2 separate regions of the Zea mays genome follow, and region 1 is linked to region 2. Evidence: chromatin contacts called from public Hi-C data. All regions are on one chromosome and are shown on one strand. The core of a region is the stretch at or near the end of the contact, and the rest is flanking DNA. Distances in the headings are between cores, read along the strand shown. Region 1 holds the start of LOC103648287 (sister chromatid cohesion protein SCC2). Region 2 holds the start of LOC100277946.

Region 1 (5,150 bases), core at 146-2,645, 200 kb after region 2:
CTCGACCTTGGTAGCGAGGCCACGGAGGGAGGTAGATGCGGTCGAGGGGGAGGAGGCAGGAGGCGGCGAGGGGGAGAGAGGGGGTGCGACCGAGGGGGGCATGGCCTCCCCGAATCGCTGGTGAAGCAAGCACGGGCGAGGAGCTTCTACAAATCGACGGTGGTCGGGGGGGAGGGGCGCTGATGTCGAACGGGGGCAGGGTCACAGTGTCGCCCCCTGTGGACGCCTCCAGCGCCTGCGCCACCATGAATCCGGGCATCGCCGAGGGGGTGAGGGCAGGGGAAGGGAGGGGGAGGCCTTGAATCCTGGATGCGTCCGCAGGGGTGTTCTCGGATCCTGTCACCGCGGCGCGGGACATGGGGAGCAGGGGCGACGGGTGCGAACAGGGGGAGAAGGGGCGGCGGCTCACGCGGGGTGGGAGAGGGGGAGGCGGGGGACGAACGTGGGCGTGGAGACGAGGACGAACGTGGGCGTAAGCAGGGGCGGACGATGTAGATTTACAGAAGCGATTGGACGGTGTAGATTCACCGAAGGCAGAACCAGAGGAGACAGCCTACCCCTTGCAGCCTTAATAGGTAGTATAGATATGTGACATGTTGGTTGAATGGTTGTAATTGTAACCGGTGATATGCTGCCTTTTGCTCCTTCCGTGTCTACATATTAACAAATGTGCTGGTTTTAATTTTTAAATTTCAAGTGTCCTTTGTGTGTTATACCACTATTAATTTCAAAGCTATGCACTTATGTAGTTATGTTTATGTTGTATTATTATTTATTGCTACTTGTAAAATTGCAATTGTAAAGTTTCAGTATGCTATTATCTTTATTTGTTTGATTAAATGAGTTAGCTTCAATTTTTGCAATATGATTGAATGAAATTGTGGTTGTCTGATTGCTTTGATCTCGAACTGGCTCACGAGTTAATCGAGTTGGCTCGAGTTGACAAACGAATCAAGTCGAGCAGCTACTTGAGCTTGTTACGTTAATGAGTTGAGTTAAGCTGGTTCGTTATCATAACAAGGCAGTTCGAGTCGAGCCGAGTCAGCTCGATATCTAGGCCTACACATAACATAGGGGTATATTAGTCTTTTCCCGCATCAACTAACATCAGTTTTGGACTACAATAACATTAAAGGTATTAAAATTTAAAACTGATGGTATTTAAGAGAACACATATTTTTGGATGGTATTGAAAGTATTGTTATAGTTTTGAATGACATGGAAGGGATTTCCTCCGGTTTTTATGGGACGAAACGTGCATTTGGGGTTGCGCGGTGCGCGCCCACGTCCAGCCCAAACTGACCAGGCCCAGCTCAAGTCGATCCAGCTCGGTAACCAACCACGCACACGTGGGTCCACTAGCTGTTGCCGTCGCCCTTCCTCCTTCCGTCGCAAGCATCGGGGTGGCGTTCTCATCACCCTTCACCTAAGGCCAACTTGACTATACGCAGTAGTAGATAAATACTACTACTGAATTTGTCCCCCATTTGTTATAGTCTCACCACCTCTCCACCCTTCGAAATTGAAATCAAATCAAAGCAGCCCACCACCCTCGATTCATTCACCACCACCTCTCCACACTTTGAAATCAACTCAATCAAAGCAGCCCCTCCTCCAGTCCTCCCCAACAATCGAATTCCGGTGCGAATTGGAGCCCTCAGCCCTCCCGCGCATCTAGGGTTTTGCCCATGGACCCCGACGCCGGCGGGGCTGGGGCCGGGGGCCGGGCGGGCTTCGAGCGGGCGTGCCGGCTGCCCAACACCGTCCACTCCGAGGTCCTGCCGTCGCTGCCGCTCCCCACCCTCCCGCGCGAGCTCGGCTTCGACGCGCTCCGCGACGACGAGCCCCTCGCCGCGCCCGACCGCCCCGACATGATCATGCAGGCCGCCAACATCGCCCGCATCCTCGCCGACACCGACGTCTCCCACCTGTGAGCGACTCCCCTTCCCTTCCTCGCCTCCTCATGCTCCCCGCCTGCTGGGATGGGAGTTGCTAACTCCATCACCCTCATTCCTTCCTTCCGCAGGGGCTTCACCGCGGCGGACAACGTCGAAGTGGATCCCAGCCGGTGCTCCTGGCTCTGGAGGGAGGTGCTCAAGCACAACCCCGACGCCTTCAAGGTCAAGGCGCCCGGGCCGTCTTCTCAAGGTAAACGCTCTGCAAATTGAGCCTCCTTTGGGTTTAGTCCCAGACCCCCTACCAGCCTAGCTAGGTACTCTAATGTAGTACTAGGTAGCTAGCATCTTAAAAATCTTGGCTGCTTTCTGCTCATTGGAGTCAACATTGTGGTCTGTCTAGTTCCCAGCTGCTGTTGTATGTATGTACGTACTTGCCTTGTTAACGGTACTTTCCAATGGCCTGCCATGGACCGAACATTTATTAAGTTGCTGTATCCTGCTGCTGCTTAGCACTGCCTTCCTGATGGGAGTGATGGCCTGGCTTGCTTCTGTCTGACTCGTTTCATTTGCTCATGGGCTTTCTGGCAAACACATTCCCATGCCATGCAGTCTGGTAACACGAAATCAATATTCCAATGCTCACCCGTCGAACTAGGTTGTTGCACTGTGTATCATTGTGTTTACGGTGGGGCATGGGAAGCAGTTTGGAGTATGTTCCTCGGCTTTTGATGCCCTAGTGCTCGGAGATGACCTGTGTGCCACGTGTGTATCATTGTGTTTACGGTGGGGCATGGGAAGCAGTTTGGCATATGTTCCTTGGCTTTTGATGCCCTAGTGCTCGGAGATGACCGTAGTTAGCTTTTGAACTTTTGCGAAACTACCAATCATCACAATTTTGTATGATTGTCGACTGAGGTGGTGCTTGCAGGATTCTCTGGCTGCTCCTGTGCCTTTTGTGTTGCGGGCACTATTTTGTAGCACTGAGGTATTTCTAATTCCACAGACTGGGATGGAAAACATGATATACAGCAGGACAGTGAGCACTTGTGCAGTTCATGGTAAAAAAACTTCGTGGGCGTTTCTTAGGCCATAAATGCGTGTCCATCATTAGTTCAGGTAATGACCTGTGTTACCTGGATTTGACATGTATCGATCCGACTTGGACTGTCGCTAACTCTGGTATCTTACTTGGTTGGTTCAGAGAAACAAGGCTCAATGGATTATTCTAAGAGCAAGTATAATAGGATGATGTAAGCAGGCTAAATGGTTTGCCACATCAGATTTTTGCCAAGTTGGAGGAGAGAGAAGAGAAGAAAAAGAAGAAGTGTGCTGCTAATTATCAGTCGACTAAGAGCCGGCTGCAGCACAGTTTCCAAAACAAGCGGTGAGAGAATGAGAGTATGTGGGTGGGCCTAGTAATAATTGTTCAACGTTCTTGCAGTCAACAAAATAGCCAACCTATTATGCAATGACTATATAGTTAGCTTTAAAGGACATATCAATGGCTTATAGCCGGCAGCTGGCTAAACTATTAGCCTTGCTCTAATAGATAGTTCTAATATTGTAAATCAAGTTGCAAAATCCAGCTTAGTTTTGGTGTACAGTACTACACTCACAACTCACAGTTGAAGATGACACCCAACCTCCTATGTACTCTCATGTCCTGGAATTTTTCATGTTCAGAATGAGGTCGCCATTTACATTTTACCGAACAGTACTAATTGAACACACAATAGTTCATTTCTGTTATTTGGTGCATCAATAAGTGTCTTTTAGTGCTTAAAACTTAGTTTTGTTCGTTCCATGTGCATGTAAAACTGCTCTCCATGTGCCTGAACCCTGACTTGCGGTTTATTTTGAGTTTCAACTCTACCTGACCCCAACTTGCTTGGGACTAAAAGGCTCTTGTTCCATGTGCATGCAGTATTAATGATGTACCACTAGAAGACCACACACTCACACAGCAAAAAATGCACCCGATCATTTATATCTTACTGCTATATACGCCATGGGATTTTTTTCATGAACTAAAGTATATTTATTTAATGGTATTGACACATTTGCCCCCATACTTTGATCAAACGTTTTTTGTTGGTTTTGTCAGCTAGTCCTTTACTCACAATCAGGGTGGGCCTGGGTTGGCTGTGCCACTCAGACGTTACATGGGCTGCTGGGTGTGCTGGATTACCTGCGTTTCTTTTGTGTGTGTATGGGGGGGGGGGGCAATCCTTCAATGCTTGCGTTACATCTTTTTCTCACTATCTTCGGCTGCTCTGAAGCATTTAAAAGCTTTGAATGGTGGTTGATGCCAGCACCTTGCCCGATGACTTGTGTGCAGTATCATTAAGGCTAAGTTAGAATGAGCGGAAAGCAAAATTTGCCCTAATTATTATGTCACAGGGCTTTCCAACATCGAAGCTCGTTTTTTTGCTTCATTTTTTAAACAAACCTTACTCCTCGTCATCCAACTACCGAGCTTCTCTTCCTTCAGCACCCTTTGATAATTTGATCTATCTCAGCATGCTTATTTCTCAAATCTGGGATGCTTGAATCTTTGTAGCCCTTTTGCTGCCTAATTGGATGCTAATTTTCTCTGTATGAGCTCCATGCTATGTATGACTATTTGATGGGGATTGGACTGTCTAAAGTTTTCTTCTTATCCCACAAGTCTCTGTCCTGATTCCCGATGGTTCAACTGTTGAAAATTTGGCATGCCTTGCTAATATATCATCTATCGGATCATCAGTAAGCAACAAACTGCACATATGAGCCAAGCTACAATAAACAAGGGGGGCGATCTAACCATTAGTGAAGTTAAAAGGACTAATTGCTACTTTCCCGTAATGTAATACATTCTATTTCAAAACTACTTGTTCCTTCTATTGCTGCATCCACCAATCCAAATTGCACTGTACCAACGATTATCTGGTAGTGTTAGTTTGCTTTGCATGCAAACCCTTGGCTGTACTACATCATATGCATGCTGTTTATAGGAACACATCAAGCTCTAGTTGGTACAATAGGAAGTTTGGAACAGCTCCATTCTAGCCTTGTGGTTTGTGATATAAGTGCACAACCATTATGTGTATGCAATATTAAATGCGTGTGATGTTCTCATTACTTGCTTTATGTTGTGGCCTATATTGTTTTGTGAAAATAACAAGTTTATGACCTGCTTTATATTCAGATTTCTAATTCTGTGACTTTGCGGTAGCTTTTGGCTTGTTGATAGCCAACATTGTTTTCAAGGGG
Region 2 (5,062 bases), core at 293-2,792:
TGCATTTAGGCATTTTAATGTATCCATTCAGAAGTGAGGTGCTGTTAAATTTTTTGACAGACATTAAAAGTAATTTGAAGGCAATTGAAGATAAAGTCTCCTATTATCATCTGATGAGTGAAGCAATGCCAGGTCTTGATGGTAGACGCATTATAGATAAACGTAAATATGTAATGATGCAGGAAAGCACAGCAAGAAATTTACTAAGTAGGCAAACCCACCTGCCCAATAGTTGTTTCCCCAGGTCCATGAGGTCTGTCACGGTTTTGTCTCCATCGCGAATAAGCTCAAGAATCTGTATCATCAGGGAGAGAGGTAGACTTAGTTCAGCCATGCCAGCCAAACCAAATATGCCAACAAAGCAAAGTGGCCTCCAGGCGAGCAAAATCAGGAACACCTTACAGTGGAGGGTAAATGCAGTTAGCATCTTCCCTTCCATCTGGGATCAAGGGGTCATTCCCCATTTGAATGGCTGGTCTCGAGGAAAGGGAAAAATAAATATATAGTACAGAAAGAAGATCTATGATATACACAAATTCAATATTTAAATAAAAGGCAATCCTTCCTCTTTTGTCTTGATCTCCTTTCTTTAATCTTATTGGATCATGGTTAAGAGTGGTAATGGATCATGATCCAAATGTTTCTTCACAATTTGTTTAAATCCTTAACTAATTTTAGTTCAAAAATAAATAGAAATATAGCCCGATGCCCCGATCCTAATCTGACCATATCCTTAAATTTTATAATGTAAAATTTATAGTTCATTACCACCCCTAGTCATGGTTCAGTATTCTAATCCACCGTTTAAATCCTCAGAATCTGAACAACCACTGCATATATAGGATATACTGTAGCACAAATGGTTTCAGGCTCTCGGCGTTGTTTTCTGGGACAAGTCCTTGCCCTTCTCCCTCGTGCAGTCATGCTACTTCCATTCCACCAAATTAAAGGAGGCAGGAGGGCACTGAAGACAAGGCGCGGAATGTCCGATCCAAAAAGAAACAAAACGCCCGCACTGATCAGCTGGCTCAGTTCTGCGTTGACCTTGCGGGCGGGCATGCGCAGGCGCGGCGTGACACACACACACGGTATCCCGTTTTGACTAGCAGCCTAGCAGACGTGGGATGGGATGGCGGGACGGCGGCGTCCAGAGACCGAGGGCACTGACCGGGGAGCAGCGAGGGGGCTGACCTGCGCGGCGATGAGCGCGACGGCCTCGGTGTAGTTGAGGCGGAGGCCCCGGGCAAGGCGCTTCTGCGCGAGGAAGCCGGCATTGTGCAGCGCCAATTTGTCCGCCTCCCTCGGCAGCAGCCTCATGCCTCCTCCTCTGAGGTCAGCGGCGCGAAGGGGTAGTGATCGGAACGGCGGACCTCCCCGTCGCGGGCGAGAGAAGGGCGATAAGGCGAGCGAAAGAGAGAGGGGAGCGGAGGGAGAAGTCGCCGCTGACGCTGCCGGCGGGGAGCAGCAGTTGCGATATGGTTGGCTACTTGGAGTCTTGGACGGATTCCCGAGCGAATCTGCGGGGGACAGGTGGGTGCTAGGCCCGCTGGCCCTAGACCCAGCAGCGCTCCTATACATTTTGTAACAAGCAATAATCTTTTATTCTGTCAAACTACCCCACTACAAATTTGGATTGTTTTAAAATACCCACTTACAACTTTTATTCTGTCAAACTTCCCCCTACAAATTAGGGAGGTCCTCAATCTGTAATCAGTTGCTCGGGCTTGGCTCATTTAAGCAGCTCGCTTAGCCAAACAAAAAACATAGCCATAACTTAACTGAAATTAGGCTTGGCTCATTTAGAAAGGGTTGAAAGAGACTCGTCCTATGTGGTCTTCTCAACGGGGAGTATGTTCTTTGGGACCAAACCCTGTGAAACAAATCACCTATGTCTTTGTGTCAATCTTGTGTTGCGATTCTTCCTCTTCTCTCTCTCTAAGTTCTCTTGCTTGCAATCATTCTTGAGTTAGCTCCCAAAGTTATCCATATTAATTGAGCAACTCATAGCAAGAAGAACTACCTTCCGCACTCCAATTTCATCATTACTCATACTAACGCTAACCCCTGGTGAAGTTCGTGTTCAAATATTATAATTTTCATGTTTCGCTTATTCTCCCCCCCCCTCCCCTCAAGGCGACTCTGAGGATGCAAAACCGATCAAGACTGTTATTGATACAAATGGTCATATTGACTTAGATGGGGGAGGTACAATTGTTGATCAAAAGCTTTTTCGCTCAATAATTTGTAGTTTGCTATACATTACAGTATCTATTTCCGATGTTATGTTTAGTGTATGCATGTGTGCTCGGTTTCAAGCATCGCCTATAGAAGATCGCTTGAAAGCTGCCAAAAGAATTCGAAGATATTTGAAGCATACCCCCAATATTGGTCTATGGTATTCCAAGGGTGCTCAATTTGAGTTAATTAGATATTCGAATTCGGACCATGCGGGTTGCAAGGTTGATAGGAAGAGTACCCTCGGTTGTTGTCAATTTCTCGAGAGGTCTCTTGTCTTGTGGTCCTCTAAGAAGCAAAACTCGGTCGCTCTCTCTACCATCGAGGCAGAATATATTTCGGTTGGTAACTGTTGTGCTCAACTCTTTTGGGTGAAGCAAACACTATTGGACTATGGGGTTTCCTTCAAAAATGTGTCTTTTATGTGTGATAATGAGAGTGTCGTAAAATTGGCTACAAATCTGGTTCAACACTCAAGAACGAAGCATATTAATATAAGGCATCATTTTCTTGAGAGATCATGTTGGCAAAGGGGGTATCTTAATTTGTTCAATTGGGACGGATGATCAATTGGCAGATATCTTCACAAAACCTTTGGATGAATCAAGGTTTTGCAAGTTGCGGAGTGAAATGAATCTCGAACGTGGCTTGAAGTTTAGTACACATGTGTAGTGGTACATTTGGGCTCTAGTATGTGCTCACTAAGTTATTTAATGTCTATTTTTTGTGAATTTTTTATTCATGTATGACCTTATGAAGTTTATGTGAAAATGTTGGTTCTCCTAGTATATTATATGTTAATGCATACATACTAACCCTTGAATGTGTCAAAATGTCCATACTCGAGCAAAGAAATCCTTTTGAAATTCAGAATCACAAAATGGACAGAATTCAGAAAGTTGAAGTGTCAGGTCATGGATCGTCCGGGCTGTGACCGCGAACCGTCCCCCGTAGTGGGTTAGAGACAGTATTGAGTCACGGCAGATAGTCTGGATTTCCTAAGTCGTGGACCGTCCACCGTCCCCCGTGGACCATCCGCGACAGGCTGATATGTCAGACAGAGGCCGCCAAAAGTCATTTTCAACTCAAAAGTCTTTCCCCTCTCTCTCGCCAAAAGCAAAAGTGCTCCTTTGTCGTTTGTAAGCATTCAGAGAGTTGGATTCGCACGCGGACTGTCAAGAAGATCTCTTGGAACTCAAGCACGATGTCGTCCTCTCGGTATTTCAAAAACTCGTGGATTTCATTCAAATTTACAAGTTCTAGGGTTTCTAGAAATCACTCTATGATTTGAATTTTGGCAATGGATTTATCAAATCACTTGGTGGAATCAGTTGTGCTAGTCCTTGTGAACATACTGCAATTTTTGAATGATTTCCATTGGTTAAATCGACTGAATCGGTGATTGAAAGTGTTGAGGGGAAATGGGATTTCAAAATCGCCTCTACTAGGTCGCGGACCATCTGCTAGGGTGGCACGGACCGTTCGGACCCCTAGCGCGGACAGTCCGGCTCCTAGAAAGTCAGCACCTTTCAAAATGATCCACACCTTTCAAAATGATCCCTTTGTGACTTGATTCAATATTGTAATTATTGGGTATTCTTTCACATATATTTTAGTGTTTGGGTGGTCTTATGAAGAAGTTGGCAAGGTGTTTCCAGTCTAAGTGCCCCCAACCAGATGATGCAGGCTATGACCCTACAACTGATTCCGAGGCCTAGTCCTCTGTCGGACTGTCGCTGACAGTGTCTCCATGGACACAGAAGATGCACCACATAGTCATCCCGACTTCCCTGTCGATATCACAGGATGGACCTATGCCAAGAGCAGGTTTTCTATGGCAGAGTACTGATCCAAGAGGACAGTAAATCAGTACAATTTTCCTTATGACACTAACATTCATTACTTTCACACTCAATTGAAATTTGATGTGTTCTGGGAGACTCTCGTGGATACAGATTTCCACAAGCATCAGGTTATTGACTAGGAGCACATACAGAGTAAGTCTATAATGGAGGGATTAATAATTTCAAAGCATGTGGCTTCTATGATTTCATGGGGTAGAACACTGATTTCAGTGAGATGACAGTAAGCAATTTCTTGCCACTACAGAGATTGACACTGAAGCACAATTATTTGTCTAGATGAATTGATTTAAGAGGGATGTGGCAACTTTTAATGAGTTTGCCACTGCCAGCGGTCTTGATTACTGTCGGAGAGAAAACTCTAGCTGGGTGGCTAAATGCACCCGCCTAATCCTGTGAACCAGGGGAGTTTAGGGATTTGCCTGATTAGTTGGATGAACTCGAGAACACAAAGGTTAGAGTGGTTTAGGTCGTCGGAGCGCAATACCCTACATCCATTGTTGGTTGTATTGCACGAGGAACATGAGTCTCTCTGTGTGTCTGATGGTCTCCGAGGTAGTATGTCCCTTGTAATGTTGTGTGCCCTCCCTTTTATAGTCCAAGGGGCACAAACAAGGAACCTGAGCCCCGATAGGAAGGCCCAGGAATATAGTAATAAAAACATACTACATGGAACAACTAATGTCGACGACGGACAAAGATCTTCTCTTGGTTGTCGTGCGGATTTCTTGTAATACCCAAAACATAGTAAATAAAGGAGTTGGAATTTTGGTGAATTTTTTATTTGGATACATGCATGAGCACTCACACCCAAGTTAAATAGGAATAAAATATCTTAATAAACAAAGCCAGGTATATATATAATAATAATTAAAATGCTTCTTCATGCTGACGCTTTTTGTTGTGCACTTAATTTGAGTGAGAAATTCATAGTCAAAATTTGCATTCAAATTGGAAATCTAAAA

What was found. A called contact is a pair of places that touch in the nucleus more often than the background predicts.
Region 1: a contact with region 2 is called in a Hi-C map of ear, with 2.8 times the contacts expected there. The contact joins the promoter of LOC103648287 here to the promoter of LOC100277946 in region 2. A contact is called at or near these places in 15 of 25 Hi-C or Micro-C datasets (bundle sheath, ear, endosperm and 5 more) and 1 of 3 datasets of contacts at active chromatin or transcription factors (leaf).

Annotation. Positions count from the first base shown.
Region 1 is chr2:242,633,251-242,638,400 of Zm-B73-REFERENCE-NAM-5.0, forward strand. It overlaps LOC103648287 (sister chromatid cohesion protein SCC2), which reads left to right and starts at 1,396. Exons shown (of 28, transcript XM_008672771.3): 1 at 1,396-1,930; 2 at 2,027-2,148. The coding sequence starts at 1,689.
Region 2 is chr2:242,431,730-242,436,791 of Zm-B73-REFERENCE-NAM-5.0, forward strand. It overlaps LOC100277946, which reads right to left and starts at 1,543. Exons shown (of 18, transcript NM_001151384.2): 1 at 1,192-1,543; 2 at 222-295. The coding sequence starts at 1,317.